Linked DNA regions of Columba livia: region 2 is linked to region 1. The links are chromatin contacts, called in public Hi-C maps. All regions are on one chromosome and are shown on one strand. The core of a region is the stretch at or near the end of the contact, and the rest is flanking DNA. Distances in the headings are between cores, read along the strand shown.

Region 1 (4,210 bases), core at 879-3,378:
CTCTCTTAAATTAAGCTGCATTTTTTCCCCGTAGTTTTAAAGTCAGAGATCAGTTGGGGCAAATAGTTCGTGAAATATAGTGAAGAACAAGAGAGGCGACTTGTGAAGTGTCGTATCAATGATAAGGAATAAACTGTTAAAAAAATATCCTGAAGAACAGCTAACACACATATATACTTTCAGATGTTTTTTATTCTTGTACTATTAGCTAAAAGCACGCACTTTTTAGAAAGGTTCCTTCAAGTCTCCGTTGACCATCACGAGATTTTTGTTTTGAAAGTGACTTCAACGAAAACGCCGAGATAATCGCTTATGGCAAGACGATCACATAAATCACTTCAGATAACCACTTAAATTATGTCGAGGTGACGTTCGGGCATTTAAAAAGCACAAAGCTGCCTAGAGCAAATAGTTCCAATACTATTTGCTTCATTTAAAGATCGCAGTGGGAAGGCTGGGGGTGCGCTTAAATTGGTGCTTAAACACCCCTTCAAGCGTCTTGGGGACGTCGTTTCGTTAGTGGGATGTTTTCTATTAACGGTGTAGACACAATTTTCTCTGTGGCGCATGAAGCGAGATGGACGCAGACACGGGTAACCCCCTCGGCCCCGGAGCCCGTCCCGGCGGTGCGCACACCCCTCATTTTAAAGCCAGCCCTTCCTGCCCTGACTAACCCCCCTTCTTCGCTCAGCTCCCCCGCCCCGAACCGTCACTCGCTTCCTGGGAGTGCCGCTCATTGCCCTGCTGCTCATTAGCTGCAAACAAGCGGAGCTGGGACCCGCCTACTCCCAATTCGAGTTCTTTTTCCTTTTTATTGTTTTCACCCATTTTTTAAGAGCGCGCCGCCCAACACCGGCTGCTGGGAAACCCCAGAGCGGTACCGGCGGTGCCGGCGGCCGCGGGGCGGGCGGCGCTTCACAGCGACGGCTGAAGGGCGGGGCTCGGCCTGTGAGCTCGAGGCCGAGTGGAGGGGACACACAAGCGGCTTCGGAGGGACGTCCTCCGGGGGGCGGGCGGATCAGGCTGCAGCCCGGGAGGGCGGGACGCGGAGGGCGGGACACGGGGGGCGGGACGCGGAGGGCGGGAAGCGGGGGGCGGGAAGCGGGAAGCGGGGGGCGGGACGCGGAGGGCGGGACGCGTGGGCCCGCCCGGCGCGCGCTCCGCCTAGCCGAGGGGCCGGAACATCTCCGCACCGTCATCCGCCCCGCCCCGCAGCGCGGCAGGCCCGTCCCCCCGCCGCCAGCCAATAGCGAGCCGCCCCCGCCCCGTTTGGCGGAGCCGCCAAGCGCCGGCGCCGCACGACCAATCCGCGGGGACGCGGCGCGCACCGCCCACGATTCATTTGCATCCTGCGCTGCTATTGGCTGGCCAGCGCCGCCAGCGGGCGTGCCTTGGAGAGGCGGGGAGATCGGGGGGCGTGCGAAGGAGCAACCTGAAGCCGCGCTGGCTCTCATTGGAGGATCGTCCCGGAGGCGTCACGCTCGGGGCGGGGCTATTGAAATGAGCGTCCGGCACCGCCTCCCGCCCCCCGCGAACCGCCCGAGGTGGAGCCAGGGCGGCGATTTGCATAGGGGCGCCGGTACTTGCATATGCATGAGGAGCGGGGCGGGGAGGCGGGCGGTGCTCGCCGCCGCGGCGGGAGCCACACGCCGTAAATGTCCCGCCGTGGTTTATGGCGGCCCGCGCCCCTCCGGCTCCCCGGGCCCTTCCGCCCCGCCGCGCTAATTGGTGTGATGTGTGGTCCGGGCTGCCCCCTCTCTCCGCTTTCACCCCGGCTCTGTAACCCAAGCCCGCTCCCCTCGCCGTTTTTAATAACGCCGAAAATCTGGGCCAGATGGGAACCATTAGCGACCCCATCCCCTCTTGCTGATCTTTATAATCTTATTAGTTTAATGGGTCACGCAGTGCAGGACCTATTTCCTACGGATCAAAGGGAAAACAAACAGGGTAATATCCCACCGGGCTTCCTCCGCTCTGCCCCCACGGGTGCTGCCGCCGGGCCGCTGCGGCTGCTTGAAACGTCGCCCCTTATTAGCCCGCACCTATTTTAAAAGGCTCCTGGGCTGCTCCCGTCCCAAGCGGGGGCTCGTTCAGCCAGCGGTGACCGAGACACCGCATCGCACCGCAGCCGGTCCCGGCGCGGCGCTCCCGGTGGCCCCGGACCAGCACTGGCACCGTCACCAGCCGGGCGACAGGGTTTTTCCCGCTTCTCCCTGTTTAATCGGGAACGATTTCCTGCCGAGGGACTCGTCGGGAAACGATCCCCTTTATCAGATAGACGTGCTAGATATCGCCTGGCGTATTACCGGGAGATTGTGTTGCAGTATCCGGTGGTTTGTTTTGTTGTTGTATTATTTTTCGTCAAAAAGCATGAAAGAGGCATCATATGGAGTGGTTGATGGGGTCGAATCGGATACCCCGTGGCTTTGCCTGGCTGACCCAGGGGCGGTGTTTTCCGCCCAGTGGCAAAACGCTTATTTGTAGTCTGGAGACCCCCTCCCGTAGCCCCTGCAATAACTTTTAACACAATAAATTAGATGTACGCGCACTGTGGTCCATTACGGAGGAGTGTTGTGTGACGGCTGTTGTCAAAGGTTACCCGCCTTCATGCGGCCACATAAAGCATTTCTCTAGAGGGTAAATATTTGGACTTATTAAAGGGCCTGGAAGCTGTAGCATACAGCAGGGAATAAAGCTCGGGCCCCTGCCCATGCCGGGGCTACCTGTCCCCCCAGCCCCTCTCACACACTCCGCCTTCATCGCGCCGCCGCTCCGAGCCCCTCTGCGCGCCGGTACCTGGTGGAAGGCACCGCCACCGACCCCTCAGACCGGCCTCGGGGGGTCTGCCAAGGTCCTTCAGAGAAGAGGCTCAAACCAATTCATCAACGTTTCTTGCTATATAAAAATGCATAAATGTACACATGTATACATATATAATGTACAGGCACACATGCAAAATATTGATCTACAAAATACATATAAAATAGATATGTACGTAAAACCTAGGGAAAACTAAGCCTATGGATGAAAAGCTCCTAAATCGGGTCTTTTGACACTCACCGGTGTCCTCTCACGGGACAAAGGACAGCAGGCGTGTGCGTGCGTATGCACGCGTGTGGGCAGAGAACGAAACGATTTAATGCCCTTTCGAATGTCTGGGACTTTATTTTCAAAAGCGATTTCAGGGGAAAAAAAAAAAAAGAAAAAAAAGGAAGATGGAATTTTCTTTTATATCTCATAGAAAATCCATTATTTCCAGTTGTGTAGTTTGGCTCACAAAATATTTAAGACAGGAGAACAAAACCACTTGTTGACATACTAGAGGTGATACATTGTTTTCCCGGGTCAGAAACTAGATCTCAGTACGTGTGCACACAAAACCAGACATATACCGATTTATCCATGTATATGCCCCCTTTCGTACTACCTGCACTGGTTATCTAGCAAATTGAAAACTGAACGGTAAGTGTAGCCATATGCACACAAGCCACACACATACACAGTAAGCTTTATTTTATTAGAGACTATTAATACACAAGCCCATAAAAATCTACCCCTATTTAAATTTTATGGTAGTGTATGCTTTAAGTGTGCCTGCTTGCACATGCGAAGGGAATTGTGAACATATGATTGTATATACACATTAAGCCTTTTTCTTTTTTTTTTTTTTTTTGTATACGTGTATTACAAAATACATATAACACGGATTACTAGAAAACGACTTATTAAAAAACTTATTGTAAACGCAAATATCAACTTAAGGGCTATTTAAAAGATAACAGACGGTGTTTTCCTCTGTCTATACAGCCAGTGGCGACTGTGTGTGTTTTTTACCGTATTTTCTCCTGGAAACAGATGTGTCCTTTATTTCATGCAAGTTTCTGCTCCCCCCCCTTTTTTTTTCCCCCCTAACCTGCTAATTCCCCGAATTTATTCGTGCCATAGACAATAAAGCCATAAAGCTGACTGCAGAAATTTGTTTGCCGTAATGACGTGTTATTTGAGTCCCGGCTTTCGGAACTCTGACACTTGGCCAGATCAAAGAACCCCCTTAAAAACACCGGTTGATTCAGAGCCGGGTGTGCGTGTGGAGGGAAAGGCAGGGCAGCCCTGGACGGAAACCGGCGAGGGGAGAGCCCGGAGGCGCCTCCGCGGCTCCCGGGCCCGCGGCTGGCCAGCCCCCCCATTTCCCCGGCGGGGCTCCCCGGGT
Region 2 (4,171 bases), core at 377-2,876, 370 kb before region 1:
TGGTTTCAGTGAACGTACTCATATCGTTGCCTTGTGTATATTAAACATTAAAAACTGTAATTGATCATAATTCTGCGGAAATGTTCTTCGTAGCCACTTTGTATAGAATTGTAATGCTAGGAAATGAAATAGATGGTAATTAACATATGGGGCACGAGCAGCCAAACAGTGCCTGTTGCTCTCTTCTTAAGCAGCGCTCTGTATAGCTACAGGTTCGTGTTCTTTCAGGGAACTTGGCTGTGTTTTCCTGTTCCTCAGATTTAGAAAAAATTAAACTGAACTTCAAAAGTAGAAGACTATTAGTCAGTTCATGCATACATTAACCCTTTAATGCTCACCATACATTTTGTGCAGTTTCCTAGGAAAATCAAGGGAAATTTATGTGTAATATTGCAAGTCTTCAGGCCTGCTTCCACGTGTTTTTGTATTATGTTTTAGCCAATGGTTTATTTTTCTCATATATTTAGTATTATATTGTTAACTAATATTTTGTTGCCACAAAATGAAGGCTTAGTTCTTTTGCTGATGTAATAAATCAGCCTATGTGGTTATATGGACCTGAGACCATTCTGACTTGGAGATAGGAATTATATGAAAATTTGTAAAAAGATAATATATTAAACCCCACAGTTTTTGCTAAGTTAACATGAACTAAATGGCAGATAAGAATGATTTTTGTCTGTGGTAGTGTTCAATATTTTATCTGTACCTTAAGGGAAACTTTTACAAAGTCAAATCTGGATACCTTTTTCATATATGGAATTTCTGATTTAAGTTGTGCAACAGACATCTTCAGCTCTATGTGGATTAGTAACAGCTACCTGAAGTCTTTGTGTCAAATCCAGAACTTTGTGGCTAAAAGCATCAGTCAAAACATGAAAGTATGCTAAAATCCTCTCACTTGCATGGACAAAGGAGTTGGGCAGCTCAGAGTTAATACTTCAAATCCTCTTGTTTTGGAGATGCGCTTTACTGTTCGCATGCAAGATCAACTTTTTCGAGTCCTCCCACACACTTGATTTGTGAGACCCTTAATCTGCCAAAGAGGCAGGTCAGGCCAGTCTGCGAACTGCTGAGCCTGTGCAGGTCCCCTTGTAGTTGCTTGTGCTGTTTATGCTTCAGGCGGGCCCTGGAAACACTGTGGGTTAAAAGGTAACGTTAGTCTGAACTCATCCTCTCAGTAAGCTAAAATGTGGTGCTTTATTTTAGCTAATGTACGATACTTGATGTTGCGCTGGATTCTAATTGGAGTCAAACAGGTTGTGGAGTTTTATTGCAATTTTTTTAAAAAGGAGATGGTCATTGAAATTGATTCTGTAAGTTATCAGTGAAGCATTAAAATGATAGATTATAGTCTTCAGATCTTTTACTACTTTAATTTATCAAGTGTACTTGTGAATTGTGTACAGAATGTGAAGCGTTAATATCAGGGCCAGAAAAGCTCCTTCTCACTTGTTAACCTGGCAGCATAATAGATCTGCCCACTGAAACGTCTTTTTATTAATTAAGTAATTCCGAATTCCACGAACACCTACTTTCTGTGGGGGGAGGAAATCCCCTGTTTCGTTGAGATGAAGTGTGTATTTGCAAAACTTTGATTTAGGACAGGACCAACGCGGGGCTGGGTCGGGAGCGGCTCCGTGGGCAGCCGGGGCGCGGGGGAAGGGAAGAGGCTGCCCTGCGCGGCTTTCCGCGGCCCTGCGCGGCCTTGCGCTGCACTGCGCGCCCGCGGCGGTAGGTGGCAGCAAATTTTCATGGCAGGGTCGGAAGCCGAGCCCGTCCCCTTCCCCCTTCCGTGCGCGGCCGCCGCGTTTCCAGGAGAGGGAGTCCTTCCCCAAGCCATGAGCCGCGGGCCCGCCGAGCGCTGCCTCTGCTGGGTGGTGGCAGTCGGAGAAATCGCGAGTCTTTTGTCTGTAGTTCTCTTTTAGGGCTTTTCACCCCTCTTAGTACATGGGGGGAGGTGTGTGTGTGTGTGGGGGGGGGGAATAAACAAACTGCCTTAATAATTCAAAGCGTGAAGGATGTCCTGAAACTCACTTGAAGTGTCTTGGAATAAACCAGCAATGGACCACAGATGAATTGTTTACTTTAAATCTGTGCAAATACCATAACCTTTTTTGGATAAAAAAAATCTCCTTCCATACTACTTGAACAAAACTCAATGGTAGAAAATGCTAATTGCTTTATTTTTGTTGTTTACTTAGGTTGCACTTGCATTCTGTGAATAGTAAAACAGCTCAGTTTTTGAAAGGTGATTATAAGTCGCATTTTGTATAGCGTTCTACTTGATTATTTGCTCTGTTCTGGATTTGTACTATACTGCCATTAGATCTTACAATAATGTTCTACTCTGCAAATTTTTAAGGTTCAAATAAAGTTTAATTGTTTGCAAACTGTTATGATGCTAATAATTCAACAGCCTGCTGTGTTACTAATGAAATTACTTTGTTATGATTAATTTGGAAAATAGTGTGTTGATTGTAGTAATTAAGCACAACAAGGTGAAGTAAATGATTCTAATGCCATCTGGCCTCCAGACTGAATGAAGAAATGAAATGGGGCTGTCATTTGAATTTATTCAGAGAAGTAAGGGTAATACAAATGGTTTTTATAGCAGAGGCACCCGGATATAATAATGTCACACTCTAGTATTTTTTCATGTACTTCTCTATACAGACAACTGGTTCATGTATTTTCCTAGCATCTAGTTAGGATATACCTCTTTGTGCATGCTGCCGCTAATTACCTGTACTGAGGGTAGTGTATGCACTGGTTCTTTCGTCAGAGAGATCTATGGATAAGATTTAGGGAAGTGATGTGCATCAACTTACCTTTTGCTCCTCCATTAATAATAAAAACTTCTTGTGACTGGAATTAAGCAGAATGTGAATGCTAATTAGGATGCCATTCTATATGTGAAGCCAAATGCATAAAGTTTCTTCTTTTTGGCTCTACAGCCTGAGCATGACACAGCATTAGAAGAAGTGTAAAGAATAACCCTTTAGAACCTGATCCAAAGACTTTTGAAACTGAGCAGCCATTGAATTTGGTTGCTTCTGGATCAGGCTCTCAAAACTGTAACTCAAAACCCGGCAATACAATTTCAAAGTGCCTTTTGCTGAATACTCTTTGTCCTCTTTCTGAAAGAGATGCAATTATTTCCGTAAGCTGAACTAAACAAAAGAAAGGCACAGGCTTCTCCGTAGCCAAAAGACTACATTTCATCCATTTTTCTATCTCGGGTAAAGCAAAACAAACTTGTGGCTGTATATCAGAGTCCTGGCTTGATAAAGTTCACTGGGATCTGTAGGAAAGCTGTAAAATATTAAAACATGCATGACAGTAGCCAGGTAGATGACAATGTCGTGCTTTTCAGATGCATGAGCCATTCGATGTTTCTCTCCTCTCCCTCAGCTTGATGAAAAATTTATTAATATGTAACTGTGGGAATAAGCATATGCATGGAAACCTTATAAACAACTTTCTACTCTACATAGCACAATGTACTGATAAAGTGTAAGACCTTCACTTACCAGGGTTTCTCTGAAGCTGACATTTTTCAGACAAGTGTCTGCTTAATTCCACCTTTATTTAGAAAAACTGACAGTGAGCTCAGTGAAGAGTGCTCTGCCAAAGCTGCATCTCTGTCCTAGAGTTCATTTCCTGTTTCTCAGGATCCCATGTCTTGCTGTGAGGGACCAACACCAACCAACTTCACACTGCGGACTTAAAATTGTGGATTCAAGCTGGGTGTAAGCACAGTATTTCATGCTTCTGGGATGAAATTGTGACTTGACCAGTCTCTTCTTCCTACTGGAAAAAGTAAAGGGGGGCTGAGGTGGTGACAGGATGTGCAGGTCAAAGGGATTCTGCTTTTCTAATCCAACCGCGTTGTGCCAATACATATATTTTTTTCCCCCTTTAAATTGTGAAGCAAATCAGGCAGTGATAAGCCATGAATTGTTACATCATAGCCTTTTATGGATTTGTTTAGGAGAGATTTTTGTAATGGGATCTAGACAATTCTGTTTCTGCTGCCTGGAATTTTCCTTAGTCCAAATGACCAGACTGAGAAATTCACAGGAAGCTGGGTTCAAAGCAAAGTAGAGGAAAAACCTCTGCACCTGAAAGCAATGCCAACACAAGGCAAATTTAAAACTGTAAATTTCAG

What was found. Hi-C and Micro-C count contacts between places; a contact is called where the count stands out from the background.
Region 2: a Hi-C map of liver shows a contact between it and region 1, with 2.1 times the contacts expected there. The contact joins two enhancer-like sites. A contact is called at or near these places in 2 of 2 Hi-C or Micro-C datasets (crop and liver).

Annotation. Positions count from the first base shown.
Region 1 is chr2:35,701,554-35,705,763 of bColLiv1.pat.W.v2, reverse strand. No RefSeq gene overlaps it. Among named protein-coding and RNA genes, the nearest start is that of NFE2L3, 110 kb to the left of the region's middle. Within about 2 kb of position 2,128, at least 2 of the 3 cell types and tissues checked have an H3K27ac peak away from gene starts, as active enhancers do.
Region 2 is chr2:36,070,851-36,075,021 of bColLiv1.pat.W.v2, reverse strand. SKAP2 (src kinase associated phosphoprotein 2) reads left to right here. Exons shown (of 11, transcript XM_065051387.1): 11 at 1-2,393. Among named protein-coding and RNA genes, the nearest start is that of SKAP2, 120 kb to the left of the region's middle. Within about 2 kb of position 1,626, at least 2 of the 3 cell types and tissues checked have an H3K27ac peak away from gene starts, as active enhancers do.